Regions from separate parts of the Sus scrofa genome. Here region 2 is linked to region 1. A link is a contact called in public promoter capture Hi-C data. All regions are on one chromosome and are shown on one strand. Each heading gives the region's core, a stretch centred on a gene start, on an enhancer-like site or on the middle of the called end of the contact. The rest is flanking DNA. Distances are from core to core; before and after follow the strand shown.

Region 1 (5,006 bases), core at 1,508-4,007:
TATACCACTTCTGGTGAAACACAGTATAAAATTAGAGTTTATGGCAGGAATATGACAAAAATACATAGATTAAACTCTAATAAAGTACATATTATTTTCAACAATACACAAAACTTGAATCATTAAACAAAGCAATTCAAGCTCCAAATGTCTTTCCTAAAGCTGACTTTCCCCAGCTCTTTATACATACTCATTAAGAATTTCCACATTCCATAACCTTCAATTTTCTAAGCCAGGAGAACTTCACTAAGTAGACGTCAGCCGACTAGAAGTGCCTAAAGTTAACCAAGGTGAAACAAAAGGGATATACTGAAATCTGTTCATTACTTGTTTACCTGCACTAATAAGACATAAGAACCCTTCTTAAAAGCCACTAGAAGAATACCAAATTTTTAAAATTAAATAAGGAAGGTAAGTTAAAAGTTGACATAGGTAGTAAAGTCTGCCTAATAAGCCTTTATCTTCAGCTAACACTTTAAAGCCAAACTTGGCTCCTTCTCAACCATGTCTCTCTAGCCTTTCCAAGGGCATCAGTTCAGATTGGTCCATGACCTCCTTCAAGACAACCTTTACAGTAACATAGTAACACTGTCTCCAATCAACAGACTGATTCTACTACTTTTCAAAGGGATATTAAAATTGAGGTTCTTCTAGAATAAATGCAAAATGGTAACATTCCCCCAGTCTTCTAACAAGCCATGATGTGGCTCAACCTGAGGACTCCTATTGTCAGGTAAGAAAGATGTCAGAAATGAGTGAAGTAGGAGTTCCCGTGGTGGCGCAGTGGTTAACGAATCCGACTAGGAACCATGAGGTTGCGGGTTCGATCCCTGCCCTTGCTCAGTGGGTTAACGATCCGGCGTTGCCGTGAGCTGTGGTGTAGGTTGCAGACGCGGCTCGGATCCCGAGTTGCTGTGGCTCTGGCGTAGGCCGGTGGCTACAGCTCTGATTGGACCCCTAGCCTGGGAACCTCCATATGCCGAGGGAGCGGCCCAAGATACAGCAAAAAGACAAAAAGACAAAAAAAAAAAAAAAAAAAAAAAAAAAAAAAAAGAAATGAGTGAAGTAAATAAACAGCCTCTCTCTCCTCCTACCCAGAAAGAATAAGGTGCCCCCATACTACTTTTTCCACAGCACAGCCAGATTCGATTTTAAGACAAAAGGAAGGTGAAGGCCAGCTTTCTGGAGCAGCTCCTAAGGCAGCGAGAGGCAGGAATTCAAAGGCAACCCTTTAAGGGTGTCATTAAGCAAGGTATGTGTGTGGCCTGAGGGGTGGAGAACTGGAAGGTGGTGGTGCTAAGAGGCCACTGGTGCCAACAGCTATCTTATCCAAGGAATGGACAGGGTGGATTTCTGCCTGCAAAAAAAACCAAAAAACAAAAAACAAGATTTTTGCATTTTTAACTTTTGCTGTACCTACGATTAGCTTTTCTGCAGGCTCAAATGGTGTTCCATTTTGGGTAGAAAACTAACACTCAAGTGGGCATAAAAACTTGTTAACATACACAGTGTCATCATGTTGTGTCATGTATGTTCAGGAGGAAGAAAGATTCTTGCAACCTAAACAGGGAGCAGGTAACTTCAGATATTACATTAGAATTTGTTTTGAAAGTGGTTATTGCTCAACTATTTCGATTTTTGAAATTGGTAATAGTTATTTAAGAGCCTTTACAAAGGCCTAGCCTCTAGGCTGCTTCAAAGCAAACGACAAATAGGAAGAAAGCTTACACTGGAAACCACGTGTCTCCCGGTAGGAAGTACATTACTATTCCATTTCCCGGGTTCGTTCTAGATGTGAGCCGTAACAATGTAAATATTTCTAAATACTGGATTTGACATCCGTGTATTTACTTGTCTCACCTGTAAAAGAGCTAGGATTCCCTCCTCTGGGACCAACAAGTAAAAATAATTTCCCGTTAGTATACCGGGTACAGAGGAAAAAAGAAAACGGGGCCATTAAACAGTTCTAACCCCGGAGGTGGGTTCTCGCGTCAACAAAGTGGACCGGAGGCGGCAAAGCTCTTCAAGCTCGGGGCCTGCAGGTGCAGGAGCGGTGAGTCTGGATTTCGGGGCAGTTCGGCCCACTTGGTCCCCCTGGGCGGGTGGGTGAGGATGGGGAAGGTTCTGCGGCCGCGCAGGGTCTCCGGCTCCGAGTCGGGGGCAGGCCTCGAGCGGTACATCCTCAAACTCAAAACCGTATCCCGCCTCCACCCTGACCCAGTCCCGGGTTTGAGCACTGGTCCCCAGACCGAAAACTGCAACTCTCCAGGCATCGCGCATCTCAAAGGCACCGCATCAACCTGCATTCTCTTCCAGAGCCTCCCCGAACCCTCAACCCAAGACCCCTCGTCAGGGGTCTCTGACCTCCCGCCATTTCTCCACTTCGCTGTAGGTCATAACATGAGGAGAGACCCGCAAGGTGACACCTTAGTTTGGACCGTAGATTGGAGTTCTGGGCCCCAGCTCCCGGGCTGGCTTCCCGTCTGAGCCCGGCCGACTCACCTGGCAGCGGCACACGATGTCGGCGTCTTGCGCCAGCAGATCCACCACCTTCCCCTTGCCTTCGTCGCCCCATTGCGCGCCGAGCACCACCGTCACCCGGTTGCCTCCAGGCCGCGCCCTGGGGCGGCCGCAGTCGCCGTTGGGCAAGGAGGATGCCGCCGGGTTGGTCTCGGCGAACGCCATGGCTCCAGAGACGCGAGGAGAGCCCGAAGGGGACGCGGGCGGTCGGGAGTGCGCGAACTGAACTGCTCTGCCGCCGCCAGCCACATGCAGAGGAAGAAGGAGCCAGAGCCAGCCCGCCCCTGCCCCTGCCCCGCCTGCCGGGTCGCCACCCTCCCGCCAGGCCCGCCCCGCCCCGCGTCCCCGCGGCCCTCTCGGGGAGGGGGGCACCAGGACCTCCCCGCGCACGCCGGCCGCGGCAGCACCGCCCCAGGAAAAGGATACGCCCCTTCCGCGACCGGGCGCGCCCCTCCAGTGCGAACCCGGCGAGCAGAAAGGGGAGGGGGCGTGGCTTCAAGCGTGCCTCAGCCTCGACGCCCCGCCCACTCGCCGGGGAAAGGCCGCTTTTCAAACTGGAGAGGCGCGGAAGTGCGTGCCGGGGCGTCGGACTACAACTCCCAAGCAGCGCTCTGGCTCAAGCGACGTATTCCGGTGATTTGGTGTCTGCCATCTGCAGGTTTCGGTCTCTGAATATGTTCATTTTTTTAAATCATCTTTTAATTTGTTTCTATTAAGGAATGAGATAATGTATACAAGATGCAAAGGGTGGAATTTAAAAGTACAAATGAGGTGAAGTTGGGACAAATTACAGACAGTATTGGAAAGTAAAGCTCTGCAAGTGAGAACAGAGATGGGGACCAGGATCAAAAAGGGCAAACTCCAAAGTAAGGCAGTCATGCAGAGGACATTAGTCCTGGAAACGTAGAGATCTAGTAGAGCCCGAAACCTTCTCATTTTACACTTTAGTAGCAAAGTCTCAGAGAGGGGGAGTCAATTACCAATGTCGCGTAATATGTGCCTGATACTGTAATGCATTTTTAATTCCCACAACCAAATGAGATAAGTAATATCTTATCCTTATTTTACAGGGTTTAAAAGTTAGCTAACTTCCTCTAAGGGGGGTTGAATTGGTACCTAAATGGTCTGAGTCCAGAGCCCAAGCCCTTTCTGTATATCGTGCTCCTCCATATACATCAGGTGCCGCTAGATTCCCAAGTATACTGTGAAAACAAATAGATCCCACTTTAAATGGCATCGGGAAGCCCAAAGGGGAAACTCTCGTGCAGATACCCCTCCTAGCAGACTGCATATCCAGAAGGAAGATAAGAATATAACTTCTTCTGTGGTAAGGGAGGACATTTTTCACATAGGAATTTTCATGGCCCTCTTTAAAAAAAAAAAAAAGGAACGCAGATTCCTCCCTGCCCCAGCACCAATACTGTAACCTTTGAAATCTTTTTGTCACTTTAGTTAAATGAATAATTAAATATCATTTCATGGGGTTCCCACTGTGGCCCAATGGGATTGGTGGTGTCTTGCAGTGCAGTTCAGGTTAGATCCCTGGCCCCACACAGTGGGTTAAAGGATCTGCCTTAGTGCAGCTGTGGTTGTAGGTCGAAACTGTGGCCTGGCAACTCCATATGCCACGGGATAGCCAAAAATGTATATATATATTATATATATGTAAGAAGAAAAAAATATTTCATAATGAACTCCATATGCCATGGGATAGCCAAAAGTATACATATATATTATATATATAATAAAAAATATTTCATAATGAACTCCATATGCCATGGGATAGCCAAAAGTATACATATATATTATATATATAAAATAAGAAAAAAATATTTCATAATGATCTGTGATTCAATTTAGTCATGTCCAAAAATTTGATATTTTTGAAAAACTTCCCCCAAATCACATTATAAATGAAGTCTTTTTGACCTTCAATTAACTTTGGGGTTTTTCTGGAGGGCTCCTGGAACATTTCAAAAGTTCTACCCTCACTCCTTATAAAAAGGGAGATATTAAATTAATTAGGTTATTTGGAAAATTACATGGGAAACATTGACAAATAGGAAATAATACTAAGCCTTCTTTAAGTTGCATCTATATAGGTATATGCTATAAATATTTCAGAAATTATATGACATTACTAGAAGTCTGATATGTCCTGGGATTAATCATTCAGAATTCATTCATAAAATAGTCTATGTCATAGAACTAACCAAATTCCCCAGTTAATTCCGCTATAATGAACTCATTGGATCTTTAATAATGGGCATTTAAGTCTTTTATCATTCACAGACAGTTGTTTTACTCTGACACGTTACAAAGTGTTTCTACAAAAATACTTCATCTTAAGGAGATTTGTGGAAAAGACCCTAACAAGTACTCTAGAATACAGGTTTTTGGTAACTTTAAGATCACAACACTGAACTGGGTAAAAATTTCTAAAACTTTAATGGAGAATTGACTCATAAAGCTGCTAACCCAAGGTC
Region 2 (5,006 bases), core at 1,241-3,740, 300 kb after region 1:
GGCATCTCAACGTTCCCAGGCTAGGAGTCAGATCAGAGCTGCAGTGAGGCCTACACCACAGCCACAGCAACTTGGGATCTGAGCCGCATCTGTGACCCACACCACAGCTCATGGCAACATGGGATCCTTAACCCACTGAGAGAGGCCAGGGATCGAACCCGGACCCTCGAGGACACAAGGTTGGGTTCTTATAACCCGCTGAGCCACAATGGCAACTCCTGCCTTCGCTTTTCTGGTTTAGACCTAAGCTTGTCTAATATCCATGCAGGGGATCAAAAATAACTTTTCAATTCTGAATTTCCAGAAAAAAACAAAAACAAAAACAAACAACACTGTGAAATTCTAAATGAAAAAATTCCTTAGCAGCAAAATATTAATTATATTACAAAGTTATCCAATCTATATTGAAATATATTCTGAGGAAAAAGAAATATAGCTGTAATTAATTTGCTATTGCCCAAAGTAAGCTAATAATGTTTAAAAAGCATTGAAAGAGTAATATAATCAGAGGTCAGGTTTCCAAAACCAAAGAAAAGTGGAAACCTCCAGCAAGCATCAGCGTAGTGTCTGCATTTACACATTGGCGTAGGTGGCTTTTGTCACTTGGATGGTAATTTTTTTTTTTTCACTTTGTGGAAAGTTTTCCAGACTAATTATTTTTAGGACTAATCAGCCAATTAGTCAATTGAAAATATTAAGCTCCTAGTATGTGTCCCAAGTTGGGACAGATACTGTGTATATATAAAAGGTCTAGGAGTTCCCGTCGTGGCTCAGTGGTTAACGAATCCGACCAGGAACCATGAGGTTGTGGGTTCGGTCCCTGCCCTTGCTCAGTGGGTTAAGGATCCGGCGTTGCTGTGAGCTGTGGTGTAGGTTGCAGACAAGGCTCGGATCCCGCGTTGCTGTGGCTCTGGCGTAGGCCAGTGGCTACAGCTCCGATTCGACCCCTGGCTTGGGAACCTCTACATGCTGCGGGAGCGGCCCAAAGAAATAGAAAAAAAAAAAAAAAGGTCTATATGTTGGGCTCCAGTCTTCAAATCTAATTGGGGAGGGAGGGGTTAGTTAACATACATTAAGTATTTTTTTATCATTTAAATTAGAGAAACAATGTTGTCTTAAATGTGCTGTTGGCTTTCGGAGAAGTACAGATTAATGTGGCTTGAAATAATCTAAATAATAAAGTTTGTTTCCCATTAAGTCTTTGAGAAGACTAAATTTTGTCCTAATTTTATTTATTTATTTATTTTTTTGCTTTTTAGGACTGCACCTACAGCATATGAAGATTCCCAGGCTAGGGGTTGAATCGGAGCTACAGCTGCCGCCTACACCACAGAGAAATGCAGGATCCAAGCCGGGTCTGCAACCTACACCACAGCTCACGGCAACACCGGATTCTTAACCCGCTGAGCGAGGCCAGGGATCGAACTCCTGTCCTCATGGATACTAGTTGGGTTCGTTAATCACTGGGCAACGAAGGGAACTCCACTCCTGCCCTAATTTTAAAAACGTACATTATTTCTGGGAGTTCCTGTGTGGCTCAGTGGTAACAAACCCAACTAGGATGCATGAAGCTGCGGATTCGATCCCTGGCCTCAGTCATCAGGTTATGGATCTGGCATTGCTGTGAGCTGTGGTGTAGGTCACAGATTCAGCTCGGATACCATATTGCTGTGGCTGTGGAGTAGGGCGGCAGCGGAAGCTCCAATGTGACCACTAGCCTGGGAGCTTCCATATGCCTTGGGTCTGGCCCCAAAAAGAAAGAAAGAAAAAAAAAAGGCATTATTTCAAACATGGAGAAATTGTTCTAGGCACTGGGGATATATGGACAAATAAAGCACAACTTGTCCTCAAGAGCTTACCTTTGATAGGCGGAAAGAAATAAACAAAGTCATTGCAAATCACTGCAAGAGGATTTACCAGTAGGGCACCTCCAAGGAAAGGGTTGACAGGGAAAGCTTCAAGTACTTGACCTTCAGGGATGTCACTGACGACAGGGAGAGGACAAATGTGTGTCTGTGGGGGGGTGAATACTGGGAGGGGAGAGAGAGAGGAGGGAAAGGCATTCCAGAAAAAGAAAACTGAAAGCAGCGTCTGAGCCTGTAGGGAACCTGAAGCTGGGGTTTTCCACATTTATTTCAAAGACCTTCATCATCTATATGGAAAGAGGGGTCTTTTAAAACATATAACTAGACCATAATGACTATGAAATTTAAATATACATGCTAATGATTACTTTCCCCTATTTTTCAGCTGTTCACAATTATATCCCATGTATGTAAGAATCTATCTTCAGATACGAGCCATTTTGTGATGATTCAATTGTTTCTAGTCAATTTCAAAGGGAATGATCAGAGCACCACATGAATATCTTCTACAGAAAAAAATATTTTAACAAAGATTATTAGTCAACTTAAGGTTTTAAGGGATTACAGAACTAGAATAAAAGGAGCATAAAAACTCAGGTAATAAAACCGTTTGATATCTTATATTTTGAAGGCCTCTTAATATTTAGCTAACGGCTTATAAACATTCACATAAAATCACATAAATGAATACACAGATGCACTTAAAATCACCTAAAATTCGTTTTAAAATATATATATTCTCTTGAACTACACCATTAGGGATATTATTCAAAAATCATTTTCGAAAGAAAACATTCTAGTAAGCTTTCCCTTAAAAAGAGAAAAAATTTCCCATCATGCTACAGCTTCAAAGTTTCAGAAACGCTTGATTTCAAACTTTCCCTGGGTACCTTTAACGGGTGGTCTGGTCAAATTTCACACCTAAGCACATTTCCACCTACTAACGGTGAGCATAACAGGGGTACTTTTTTGTTGCTATGAGAACCTTCTATTTTGTATCCGAAATCGCAGCCTTGACAACGCAAATGTTTGCGCCTGTTTTACACATGTTTTTCGACTGCGATTCCGCTCCTCCTAGTAATAACAGCCTAATGGCTCTGGTTTCCTCCCGCGCCGGCCCAGTTTTCCGTCCCAGCTCCAGCTCTCGGCCGCCGCCTCTGGGAGCGGGAGGCGAGTCCTGGACGGGAGAAAACCGAGGGCAGGAGGTGGGGCAGGTCCGGCCCCTCCGTGGCCTGCGGACGCCAAGCGGAGGCGGCGGGATGGCGGGCTGCTTTTGTCATCCCTCGGGAGCTGAGCTCTGCACCCAGTTCTCCAGCTGCGTTTAAAAATCTGCAGTAGGAAAAAAAAAAAAAAAAAAAATCGAGCAACGCCAGGTCCAAAGAACTGGAGGGGAGGGGGAGTGCAGTGTGTCCGTGATGTCCCCAAATGATCAGAGACAAGAACAGGAGGGGTTCCAGGCTTTATTATTAAATACTTCCTCCAAGCCAGAGAAACCTGGGCTCAGGCCTCGGTTCTGGAAGGAGGAGGATGATGTGAGGGACGGGGCGCGGGGGGCGCGTCCAGGCTTCCGGCCTCCAGGGCGTCAGAGGGTCGTGGCGGGAACGGGGAGGGCGCGCGCTCGGAGCTTCCCCCCCACCCCCCGCTCCAGGGTCTTTTTCCCTTGGGATTCGGAGATGCCCATCCTCCGGGCTGGCCTCGCCGCGGGGCAGGAGGGGGCCGGGGCGCCGCGACCTCGCCTAGCGACCGGCCTCTCCCGGGCGACGGCGCCGCAACAAGATGGCGGACGACAGAGAGAGGGAAGGCACAGGTAAGAGGCGCCGCGGGAGCCCGGCCCTCACCGCCCGCCGCGACCCCGGGCCGCGCGGAGGAGCTCCGGCCGGGGTGGGTCTCCCTGCCTCTGGGGCCCCGCCCTCAGCGAGACGCAGACTCAGCCGCAGCCTGCCGCGCGCCCGGCAGGGGAGGGGAGGCCCCCTCCCCCGCTCCCGCCGGCTTCCCCGCCCCGCCGCTCCGCCCTCCCGCCCCCTCCGCCTCGCCCCTCCTCCGAGGCCGAGCCTCGCTTCCTGCGCGGGTTGGGGCCGCGGCTCCTCCGGAGGCGGCCGGGCCATAATGGCGTCCTTGTTCACGGTCTCAGGGACGCCGCCTCCAGGCCCTCGGCGAGGCTCTCGTGGCCGCAGGCGCCACGCCGGCAACCGCTCAGGCCGTGGGCCCCTGGGGCGGCCTGGGTGAGGACGGACCCGGCCGCCAGAGTCCGGGGGGCGCCTCCCCGGCCGCGCCGAAACCCCGCCCGGTCGGCTTGGCGGTCGCGGCCACCATTTTGCCTCCATAGCGGGGATGTGGGAGGACGGCCTCGAGGTCACCGCCGCTCCGTCGCACAGGCTTCCAAGTGCTGGTGCGCCCCCCGCGTGGTGGCTTGTCTTAAACAAACATCCTAAAACAGATTTAATAAAGAGGAAAGAGCCAACTCCAGCAGGGACCGGGGGGAGCCCCGCGCGCCGGCCGGGCCTCTGCGGCGGCACCAGCGGACCCAGTGCGCGCGGTCGCGGTCGCGGTCGCGGCGGGCAGAGGCGGGACTCGCCCTACCGGCGTCCTGTCGCCGGAGGGCTCGGAGGGATGGGTGTGTTTCGCCAGACTATTAACGTTGTTTTAATTCGGCGGTGTGATAAAAACCTGATCCTCGGTTACCATCCTCCGTTAATTTTGGTAATTGGGGGAACTCATTGCAAAAACATAAAAAAAAAAAAAAGCCACGAAACTGTAGAAGTAAACATCTTAGAAATGAAAATAACATTCCACCTTTGTTCTTCGGAGTGCTTGAAACATCATGTCAACATACCATTTTTCTCAGCGTGGAACCAAGTGAAATTGGATTAACAAGTAGTATTTACAAGTGTAGAAGGCAGCCTTAAGAATTAGTCACTTGTTATGGTGATCACAGAAAATCCGTGGAGGAACACGAAACTGTGCCAAAGATCTACCTACTGATAGCAGTAATACTATTTGATTTTTTTTTTTTACTGGTACCCTTAGTCTGAAAAGCCAGACTTACTTTACAGATGTTACCTTTCCTAAAATATCCTTATAATTTTATTGTGCTGCTTTAAAAGTATAAGGTACATCCTAAGAAAATAGTTTTTTATATTA

Evidence for each region. Promoter capture Hi-C pulls out the DNA fragments that hold promoters and counts their contacts.
Region 2: a contact with region 1 is called in a promoter capture Hi-C map of liver, with 4 times the contacts expected there. The contact joins the promoter of EFCAB2 here to the promoter of ADSS in region 1. A contact is called at or near these places in 2 of 5 promoter capture datasets (fetal liver and liver), 5 of 47 Hi-C or Micro-C datasets (heart right ventricle, liver and skeletal muscle) and 2 of 2 datasets of contacts at active chromatin or transcription factors (alveolar macrophages and skeletal muscle).

What each region holds. Positions count from the first base shown.
Region 1 is chr10:17,256,384-17,261,389 of Sscrofa11.1, forward strand. ADSS (adenylosuccinate synthase) reads right to left here and starts at 2,758. Exons shown (of 13, transcript NM_001097508.1): 1 at 2,503-2,758. The coding sequence starts at 2,685. LOC110255648 (a long non-coding RNA gene) reads left to right here and starts at 1,259. Exons shown (of 2, transcript XR_002336233.1): 1 at 1,259-2,053; 2 at 2,393-5,006.
Region 2 is chr10:17,555,734-17,560,739 of Sscrofa11.1, forward strand. EFCAB2 (EF-hand calcium-binding domain-containing protein 2) reads left to right here and starts at 2,491. Exons shown (of 6, transcript XM_005653792.3): 1 at 2,491-3,672. The coding sequence starts at 3,281.